2 separate regions of the Mus musculus genome follow, and region 1 is linked to region 2. The links are chromatin contacts, called in public HiChIP or PLAC-seq maps. All regions are on one chromosome and are shown on one strand. Each heading gives the region's core, a stretch centred on a gene start, on an enhancer-like site or on the middle of the called end of the contact. The rest is flanking DNA. Distances are from core to core; before and after follow the strand shown.

Region 1 (5,564 bases), core at 2,291-4,790, 190 kb after region 2:
GGGTCACCTGTCTGATTCTAACCTACTATTAGCTCAGTGGATTGGCCACTCCCAGTGCACCTAGAGTCTTTTAAAAGTTATTATGACAAACCAGATGCGGTGCTTCCTGTGCAAGGCGTCACACATGTGTGATTGTCCTATCTCTTTAGTCATGTTTGGATGAGTGTCTGCCCATTACGACATCTCTTTAATTGCTTCTTCTTTTAAAAATCCCACCACAAGGAGGGAGAGGCAAGAGGATCAGGGTTTTGGCGTCGATCCTCAGTTACATAGCAAATTGAGGACCAGACCGGGATACAAAAGACCCTGTCTCAAAAACCACAAACAGAAACATAAGACAGTGTTCATCGAGGACTTCAGACTTGTGCGCTGGAGCGATGGCTCAGTGGGTGGGAATGCTTGCTGTGTAAATCCGAGGACCTGAGTTCAAATCTCAGGAACACAGAGAAAAGCCATGTGACTATGTGTGCAGCTGTAACCCCAGCTCTGCATGTGTTGGGAGAGGGGGATGACAGGAGATTACTGGGGCTAACTCCTTGGCATAGTTCCAGGTTCAATGAGAGACTCTATACCAAGGGAATAAGGCAGGCATCGATTGAGCAGTACATACATGTTCTCCTTTGGCCTTCACACATGCATACACAACACACACACACATACACACATTCTCTCTCTCTCTCTCTCTCTCTCTCTCTCTCTCTCGTTGGGGTGCGTGATAGAGATTGACATAAGGTTCGTCTTTCTGGGAAAGAATAGATAGTAAGTAGGCAGGATTCCTGTTCTGGACATGACAAATCAGGACTGCAGTAGGAAGCCAGGTCCTGACAGAGGCCGGAAGGGCCAGTTGAACAGGCTCTGAGTGGGAGGAACTCTGTGCAGATGTGCAATGAAAGTATCTGCTAGCTAGCCAGAACTGGCATGGCAAAGCCAACTGACTGGGTGATACACGCAGCAGAACTGCACAGCTTGGCGGCTAGTGATGGTACAGGCACAGTGGCTGCTTGCTGCCTTTGAGGCTTCTCATCTTGGCTAATCGATGGCTGCCTTCTCTGGGTTGTCACATGGTCATTGCACGTGTGTGTCTGTGTCTGATCATACACATGTGTGATTGTCCTACCTCTTTAGTCATGTTGGATGAGTGTCTGCCCAGTATGGCATCTCTTTAATTGCTTCTTTTTAAAAAAAATTGATTTAATGTATATGAGTACACTGTAGCTGTCTTCAGACACACCAGAAGAGGGCATCTGATCCCATTGCAGATGGTTGGAACCACCATGTAGTTGCTGGAAATTGAACTCAGGACCTCTGAAAGAGAAGTCAGTGTTCTTAACCACTGAACCATCTCTCCAGCCCCCCCCCTTTTAAATTTATTTATTATATGTAAGTACACTGTAGCTGTCTTCAGACACTCCAGAAAAGGGAGTCAGATCTTATTACAGATGGTTGTGAGCCACCATGTGGTTGCTGGGGTTTGAACTCCGGACCTTCAGAAGAGCAGTCGGGTGCTCTTACCCACTGAGCCATCTCACCAGCCCCCTCTCCAGCCCCTTTAATTGCTTCTTTAAAGACCCTGTCTCTAAATATGCTCACACTCTGAGTCACTAGGGCTTGGAACTTAAGGATGTGAATTTGGTGGGGGAGGGGGACACAGCCTGCAACAGAGGGGAAGTTGGATTTGGAGGTGACCCTGCTCTCAAGATAAGTCAGGCAAGAGGATCTGATGACCTTAAGTCAGAAGGAGACACAGCCATGGCTGGGGACAGTGCTGGCTTCTTCATTATACATAGTGTGATTGTCATTTTCTCTGGCTGTCCTCAGCAATCTCAGAGTCTCCAAGGGTGTCACGGAGAGAGTTCAGAAGACTGGTGGAAAACAAGTGTTACCTGCTTAGGTGCTACTCCTCCTCCTCACCCTGATGCGTTTTCAGTGTGCACCCCCAGGCACCGGAATATTATAATCAGGGCCTGGCTTATGTTTAACAATTCAACTTCCTGGAATCATCTTTTTACTACGAATTCTTATTTATTTTATTTCTAAACTTCTTCCATGTCTCCAGTCTTAATTTCTTTTTATTGATTTTTATTTTTTTTATGTATGGAATGGTCTAGAAATTACTCTACAGTATAGGCAAACCAACTCACTCTCCTCCTGACCCAGCCTCTTGAATGTAGTATGTGTCACCACACCAGGTCTGATCCTAATATTTGTAAGCCGTTCTCTTTTTAAAGGAACATTTTTAATTAATTTATTTATGATTGATTTGTTGTACACAACACAGTACTCCTATGGAGTTCAGAGAGCAACTTTTGGGAGTTAGGTGGTTTTTTTCATTTTCATTTTCTTTTCTTTTCTTTCTTTCTTTTTTTTTTTAACCACGTGGGACCTGGGAATTGAACTGTGGTTGTCAGTCTCAAGTGCCCACTGAGCTATCTCTCCAGCCGTTTATAAGCTATTCTAAAATATTATAACCAGGAGGTGGAGAGATAGCTCAATGGCTAAGAGCACTGACTGCTCTTCCAGAGGTCCTGAGTTCAATTCCCAGCAACCACATGACAGCATAAATATGAGTCAGATGGGTTGGGGTAAGGTTTTCTCTGTGTAGTTCTGACTGTGTAGTTCTTGCTCTGAAAACCATGCTAGCCTCGAACTCAGAGATCCAACTGCCTTTGCCTCCGCATGCTGAGATGCTGGGATTAAAGGAGTGTGATACCCGGCCTGGGATAATTAGTGGTTTTGCCCTGGAATAATGCACGGTTCTGAAAGATTCTAAGAGTGTTTGTGGAGCGTGATTTGCTATGAGATCTGTGGGCAGGTTGGAGGCGAGAGAACAAGTGTGAGACAATAAATATGGCGTGGCTTCACATACATGTTTATTTAAATGTCTTTCAGGTTCTACATCACTCTTTCTTCCCTCATGCTCTTGACGCAGAGAGTCACATCCCTCTCACTGGACATTTGTGAAGGGAAGGTGGAGGCCCCGAGGCGGGGCATCAGGAGCAAGAGTTCTTTCTCTGAGCACCTGTGGGATGCTCTACCTCATTTCAGCTACTTGCTCTTTTTCCCTGCTCTCCTGGGAGGCTCCCTGTGTTCCTTCCGGAGGTTTCAGGCTTGCGTTCAAAGATCAAGCTCTTTGTATCCGAGTATCTCTTTTCGGGCTCTGACCTGGAGGGGTCTGCAGATTCTCGGGCTGGAGTGCCTCAAGGTGGCGCTGAGGAGCGCGGTGAGTGCTGGAGCTGGACTGGATGACTGCCAGCGGCTGGAGTGCATCTACCTCATGTGGTCCACAGCCTGGCTCTTTAAACTCACCTATTACTCCCATTGGATCCTGGACGACTCTCTCCTCCACGCGGCGGGCTTTGGCGCTGAGGCTGGCCAGGGGCCTGGAGAGGAGGGATACGTCCCCGACGTGGACATTTGGACCCTGGAAACTACCCACAGGATCTCCCTGTTCGCCAGGCAGTGGAACCGAAGCACAGCTCTGTGGCTCAGGAGGCTCGTCTTCCGGAAGAGCCGGCGCTGGCCCCTGCTGCAGACATTTGCCTTCTCTGCCTGGTGGCACGGGCTCCACCCAGGTCAGGTGTTCGGCTTCCTGTGCTGGTCTGTAATGGTGAAAGCCGATTATCTGATTCACACTTTTGCCAACGTATGTATCAGATCCTGGCCCCTGCGGCTGCTTTATAGAGCCCTCACTTGGGCTCATACCCAACTCATCATTGCCTACATCATGCTGGCGGTGGAGGGCCGGAGCCTTTCCTCTCTCTGCCAACTGTGCTGTTCTTACAACAGTCTCTTCCCTGTGATGTACGGTCTTTTGCTTTTTCTGTTAGCGGAGAGAAAAGACAAACGTAACTGAAATCTTTCCCTGCCCTTCATCTCACCTAGCCATTAAATACTGCTTAGGAAATGCCAGAAGATGCCTTGATGAATAATGTATTTAAAACTATTCATAGTGAAAGTTTTTAAGTATTGGATGGATAAACCTGATGGCTGGCCACAGAGATGTGTTTCTCTTCTGTGGTGGTTTGAATAGTAATGGCTCCCATATGTTTATATATTTAAATGCTTAGAGGGTGACACTACTTGAAAGGACTAGGAGGTGTGGCTTCATCGGAGGAAGTGTGTCACTAGGCTTTGAAGTTTCAAAAGCCCAGTCCTAGTTTAGCGTCTTTCCCTGTAGCTTGCCGATCTGGATATAGAACTCTTAGCTCCTCCAGCACCATGTCTGCCTGCATGCCGCCATGCTTCCTGCCATGATGATAATGGACTAAACCCCTGGAATTATAAGTCAGCCCCAATTAAATGATTTCCTTTATAAAAGTTTCTGTGGCCGTGGTGTCTCATTACAGCAGGGGAACAGTAATTAAGACTTGTGCATTAACAAGCTATTCTATTGTTACTGAGGTACAAATTGGAGAAGCACAGGGACTTCTCTAGATGTGGAAGTGAGGTTGAAATGAGCCTGGATATAAAAACATCAGGTGTGAGTAGAGGGCGTGATTCAGTGAGTGTCTGCCCAGCAGATGGGAGGGCTGGGGTTTGAGCCTCACTACCAGATTTAAAAAACAAAACCAAAACATCAAACTACTGTGAACCGCATGAAGATGTTATATGCACAGAAATTAAATGCTTAGTACCCATTGGGCCCAGTTGATTCTGGGATGTGAAGTATTGCAATCTGGTATGAATGACTTCTTATTGCCATAATGAAATGTTAGAGACAGGCAGACTTATGAAGGAAAGGATGTTTATTTAGGTCTCAGAGTTAGAAGTGCAAAGTCTGATGGTTTGGCTTCTGTTGATCCCTGATGGTGGATGCTGTCACATCATAGCAGAAGTGCGAACAGGGACAATGGCTCAAATCTTGGAGTAAACCAGAGAGCTGTCTGGACCAATATTATTTTCTTTAACACTCCTCTTAGGAAAAATACATCTCATGAAAACTATCTTCAACTCTTTGAGTGACAGGACTCCATTGGGGGTCCATCTCTTAAAGGTTTTGCTGTCTGTCAACACTGCCACCCTGGGGACCAGGCCTCCAACACACATACCTCTAGGAAACATTCAACCCTAATAAGTCAGGCAAGGTGGCACAACACTGAAATCCCAGGACTCTGGAATCCTAGACAGGAAAATCTGCAAGTCTGAGGCTGGTGGCTACTACATAGCCTTTGACCTTGCAGAGGGTCAAACAGAGACTCAGACCAGAAAACAAAAAGTATGCCTGACAGGAAGCAAAACTGACAAACTCAACCATGCTATAACAAACTAGATACTCAGCCCTTGCCATAGCTTGAAAAATTTAGTCTATGTAATCATCTCAGTTCTGAAAACAACTCTTAGCACCCTACAAGACTGGACTTTCTGCTGGACCTCACAGCCGAGCTAATACTACACCTTGAGGTCACTGAAGACTAAAGTCGGCTATCCTGCTCTGTACTTGTGCTGTTTATTTAACCTGCCTTTCAGAGAACAAACCTTACTTGCCTTGGACTTCCTATGTAAACATCTTTTACAAGCTAAGCTAATAAAAAGTTGTAATCTTATGTTATGTACCCTTACATGCC
Region 2 (5,189 bases), core at 465-2,964:
TTTTTTTTTTTTTTTTTTGGTAAGTTTAACTGGTCAGGAAATAAACTGAAAAACAGCCGGAACTTGCAGACGGCCCCTGGCTTTGTTATAAAACAGTATACACAAAACTTTCCAAAGCAGTATTGCTGATAAAATAGCTAATTTCTTCAGGTGAAGAGGCAGTTTTTCAACTCTTCCATTCATTTAAGAGGCACCAAGTCACAACTGAGCTAAGATCTATTTTTGCATTGATTTGCATACGTTTCGATCTCTCCTGTCTTCCCCATTTAAACAGTTCCCACTTTACCAGTGGATAGTTCACGCAGGTCTGAGTTGGGTAGATGGATACTCTTCTTTAATGTTTGGTTTCACTCTCTGTGTTTAAGTTTGCACAAGCGTCCCAATACTCTCACCATACTAACTGCTTTAGAGTCAGTTCGGGTTGTGTACGTCCCCTTTATTAGGATGTAAATTACCTGTAAGAACACTTTTTTACGTTATAGTGGGATGGGCAGTTTCTGCTACTGCACACTCAATTCTGGGAGACCTTTAAAATGGTAAATATAATTTCTTGTATTCCAGATAACACATTTGCAGGAGTGAAGGCGAAACAGGATATCACAAAACTGACAAAATTCACGAGCCCCAAGTACACCCCCGTCCACCACCGGCGTTTTCAGTAAGAAACGCACCACAGCCGCAAATTGTTTGTAAATTCCGAGTGTGCCACATAAAGTTGTGATTTTCCCCCCTTTAAAAACACCCTCCACGCACCTTTGCTTTGGGGAACCCAAAGCTTTTAGCCCTTGTTACTCTACGCCCCCACCCCCACATTCGACCTCTCCCAGGTTCGGCGGGGGTCTCCGACTCATCGGAGAAGAATGCGTCCTATGAGTTATCTATTAATCCAAAATGTCTCAGCTAAGAAGATATTTCACCCAGAACTTTTAACACCGAAAGGGAGGGAGGGAGTAAGAGAGGGAGGGGAGCTGGGGTCGGAAGTATCTTTTACTGAGAACTTTCCCAGAGTTTCTCCCTTCGCCATACCTCCCTCCCTCCAATTTCCAGCTGCAAGACGCAAGAACCCAAGTCCTGACCCTCCCTGGTCCCAATCATCTGAGGTCACCCGGGAGTCAGCTCTCGATTCCGCTTTCAACATCCCGAGTAGACAAAGCTGAGCATTCTACTTACAAAAGTCTCGGGAAAGTCCTCAAAACTTATGCAATAACCAGAGGCAGGCGGACGCGCGTGGACCCAGTCCCGCGCCCTCCGGACGCCCGCGTCCCGTGCTACTCCCCCCAGCCCCGGCCCGTGCGCCCCGCGCCCCCCAGCCAGTCCCCCTCAGTACCTCCTCCTCCTGAAGGTTGGCCTCGCTCGGGGTGTTCTCCTTCTCGGCTTTGCCGCCGCCGTTCATCTTCCCGGTCCTTCGTCGCCGCGCGGGACTGGGGCGCGGGGTTGGAGGCGAGGGCGAGGGCGCGCTCGCCCGCTGCTACCTTCCCCCGGGGCGGGCTGCGGGGCTGGAGCCGGGCGGCGCAGCGGAGAGCCGAGACGGACCGGCGGGCGGGGACCTCCGAGAGGCCGGGCGAGCCCCGGAGTCGGGACGCGGCCGAGACCGAGGAGGCGAGGCGGCGGGCGCGGTTGGGACCGGAGCCGCCGAGGACGCGCTGCTGGCAGGCTCTGGGCAGCGGGGCCGCACGCAGCGCGCTTTCTCTCGCCTTCCTCCCTCCTCCCCTCCCTCCTCTCCTCCCCTCCCTCCTCTCCTCCCCTCCCTCCTCTCCTCCCTCCGCCCTCCCTGGACGTGCGCGGCCGGACGCAGCCCAGAGAGACGCGGATCGGGACAGCGAAGCCCCCCGCGAGAGGAGGGGCGCGGGGCGGAGCGGTCGAACCCAGGGCTGGGCTGGGCTGGGCTGGGTTGGGCTTGGGGGAGGGGGGGTCGGCACCGGGGTCACGAGGCCGCGGGGACCGCGGGCGGAAGGTCGGGCCGCCCCTTCTTTCTCCAACCCCGTGGACCTAGGCGTCTGGGCGGGCCAGCGGCGGTGGGCTTGGAGAGGGGGCTCAGAGCCGAGGACAAGCCTTTCGGGGTAGGGGTGGGGGGCACATGGACTGGAGCGCGCTACTTTTGTTTGCTTGCTTTTCACGACGGGTGTGCACCCAAACCCACCCTCCGTGGCAATACCCGCCGAGACTCGGTTCTTCCCGGGCAGAAAGGTGACGGGCACGCGGGACAGCCCACCACCGAGCCCCGCTTTTGCAGGACACCGCTTGCCACCCCATTGCGGGTGCCCGAGTACAGCGAAACCTCCCAGCCTCCCCCCGCCCCCCCCACTTCGGCCGCTATCGCTCTCTAGGCTTCCGGCCGCCCCTGTTCAGACTCGCACAGCCGGCACCAGACTGTTCTGGAATCGGGTCTGTTTACATCACTCTACGGGGAGCCCCTTCCTGGAATACAGGACTACGTCCTGTTTATCTCTGCCATAACTTAAGTAGGCTACCTGGAGCGTAGTCCCGGAGCGTAGTAGGCCCTCCATATGTACTTGTTGACTAAATATCCCTCACTGCCCCTCAAAGGTCAAGACATTTATCTCTAGAGAATCAAAGCAATTACCCAACACCGGATGACCGCATAGCTTCCACTTCCTCATCTATAAAATGAATAAATATTTCATACATATATACACACACATACATATTCTCCCATTTCACTGATTATATATATACACACACACATATATATTACAATCATTATATGTGTGTGTGCATATATGTATGTATGTATGAATATATATATATATCCCAGGGTTTTAGAGATTATAGGTGGGGCGAGCCTCAGGTTCCTAACACCCATACTTGCACAATTGTGGTTTACAATAGGCGGAAGCTAGCATTATTATTAAGGAAGTTTCCATTTTCCTGGTCCTAGAGAACTTTTCCAACAATAGATCCTGTAAGCTCCTAGACTTTTGACTAGTTTGGACAGACATTTAAAACCCACGATTCAGCGGATGGTGCCTGTCTCTCTGAGGAAGTTCGTCTGGCATGCCGCACCAATCACGATTTCTCATTTATGGCTTGGTTTAACTGTTTATCTCTTTCTCCCTACTCCACATTCTTTACCCTTCCCCGCTTTGTGTGCGGTTGGGGGTGGGGTGAGGCGGGAGAGGGTGGGAGCTGAAGATAAGGGCCCTGCCTTTAGGCAATTCAAAGTAGTGTTGTGGAGACAAGATACCCCAAACAACTCCAAGGCAACATAGTCGCTGAATCCTGGTTCAAATTATAAAAAGCAGGATACGCGCAACGTCGTTCTTTTGCTTTTAAAGGCGTTGCGAAGTGAAAATCCATAGTGATACTTGGTTTTAGATCATAAGTTTTCTTTGAGGGGATCTGGAGACGTGGGAAAGTTTCTAAAGGAAAATAATGTTTTAAGTTGCTGTCATAATACCACTGCTCTCTGTAGGAACCAAGATGCCTTCTGGGAGGAAATGAACCAAGAGTCTTTGGAACAGCGGTAGAAAAAGTTCAGAAGCAAAACTGCAGTTGATTGGAAACTTTGTCCGCGTTTTGATTTATTGATTGTGCTGATTGGCAGCTCTTTGCTCGGCCGGTTTTTCAGTCAGTTATAAGAGGAACCACGAGGGGGCAGTGTCTTTCTGAGCGATACGTGAGTGGTGGGCTTGGGTGGCTGCACCGGCCAGTAGAACTAGCTAGCCCTTTGCCCTTCTTGGCGATTCCTGCCTGAATACACTCCACAGAGAGACATTGTTCCGCAGGAGCCTGGCAAGGACCCAAGAAAAAAATGACAAGCTGGTCCTTAACGGTTCCAGTGGGAACCCATTTACAAGAAGGTAGATTAGGTTGTGTGGTTTCAGGATGCTGGGAGAATCTCTGCTCTCACCAGGAAAAAAAAGTGGCTTAATTCCAGGTATGGAACCTGATTTTTTTTTCTTTCTTCCTTTCTTTCTTTCTTTCTTCTTCTTCTTTTTTTTTTTTATCTTGAATTCAAACCAAAACTTTGTCTTTTGTTATAAAGTTATCAACCTCTGGTGTAAGAAAGAATAATAAAAAATTAAAAAAAGAAAGAAAGAAAGAATAAGTCCTGTGAGGGGAACCTGCCTGGCATCTTTGTGTGTTCCCAGCATCTGGACAGTGCCTAACACATAGCAGGCACTGTTATTTTTAATGAATAAACACACCAGGTAGTGGTGACACACGCCTTTAATCCCAGCACTCTGGAGGCAGAAGCAAGCAGATCTGAGTTCCAGGCCAGCCCATGATCTACAGAGCAAGTTCCAGGAAAGCCAGAGCTACACAGAGAGATGCTTTCTCGAAACAAACAAAACAACACAAACAAACGAACATCCTGATGGTGTATAAAAATGGTCACTACACGGGGTCATAATTAAATTCTGGAAGGTCTAGCCTGGATGGAGACACTGCCTACAATAGGAGGATTGAAGAAAAAGATTTCAAGAAATGAAATGTAAAAAAAAAAAAAAAAAAAAAAAAAAAAAAAAAAAAAGGGCTGGTGAGATGGCTCAGTGAGTAAGAGCACCCTACTGCTCTTCCGAAGGCCAGGAGTTCAAATCCTAGCAACCACATGGTGGCTCACAACCATCCATAACGAGATCTGACTCCCTCTTCTAGAGTATCTGAGGACAGCTACAGTGTACTTTAAATAAATAAATAAATAAATCTTAAAAAAAAAAAAAAAAAAAAGTATGGTTCGAGGCCAGCCTGGTCTACAAATTGAGTTCCAGGACAGCCAGGACTATAAAGAGAAACCCTGTCTCGAAAAAAAAAAAAACAAAAACAAAAAAATCACACCACTGTATTGACAAAGAAGGCAATCAAGTTGTCAGAGACAGCAGAGTACTGTCTCAGTGCAGTAAGAGAGTGAGATAATACGACACCTGGAAGACAGGATTTCATTTCTATCCTTTCGGTAAAGGAATGGTATGGACTTATTTGGAAGAAAAAAAAAATTCCAGTAACGTATTAAACAACAAAACCCAAGGAAAACCTGCAAGCCGACCTTCAATATTTATAATCTGGTTGCAGCTGTAAGAAAAGGAGGAGAGGGAGGAAAGGAGGAAGGAAGAGAAGACTCAGGAGTTATATGTTCAGCCAGGCTATAGTGATCTTTATAACTTATTTACTATCTCAAGGATGAAGTTTCACCTACGGTAGCTGATAGTTGCCCGGCATGCGAAGAA

Evidence for each region. HiChIP or PLAC-seq counts read pairs in DNA pulled down with a chosen protein or histone mark.
Region 1: an H3K27ac HiChIP or PLAC-seq map of embryonic stem cells shows a contact between it and region 2, with 5 read pairs. The contact joins the enhancer-like site here to the promoter of Rbpms in region 2. A contact is called at or near these places in 2 of 39 promoter capture datasets (the 3T3-L1 cell line and the C10 cell line), 4 of 115 datasets of contacts at active chromatin or transcription factors (embryonic stem cells, microglia and pancreatic cancer cells) and 3 of 9 other capture datasets (adipose tissue, liver and pancreatic islet).

Annotation. Positions count from the first base shown.
Region 1 is chr8:34,120,866-34,126,429 of GRCm38.p6, forward strand. It overlaps Mboat4 (membrane bound O-acyltransferase domain containing 4), which reads left to right. Exons shown (of 3, transcript NM_001126314.2): 3 at 2,890-4,320. The coding sequence ends at 3,853. Among named protein-coding and RNA genes, the nearest start is that of Gm39158, 2.8 kb to the left of the region's middle. Within about 2 kb of position 3,541, at least 108 of the 459 cell types and tissues checked have an H3K27ac peak or open chromatin away from gene starts, as enhancers often do. A contact at or near this core is called in embryonic stem cells and pancreatic islet, where this site is marked.
Region 2 is chr8:33,928,149-33,933,337 of GRCm38.p6, forward strand. Rbpms (RNA binding protein gene with multiple splicing) reads right to left here and starts at 1,715. Exons shown (of 8, transcript NM_001042674.2): 1 at 1,328-1,715. The coding sequence starts at 1,393.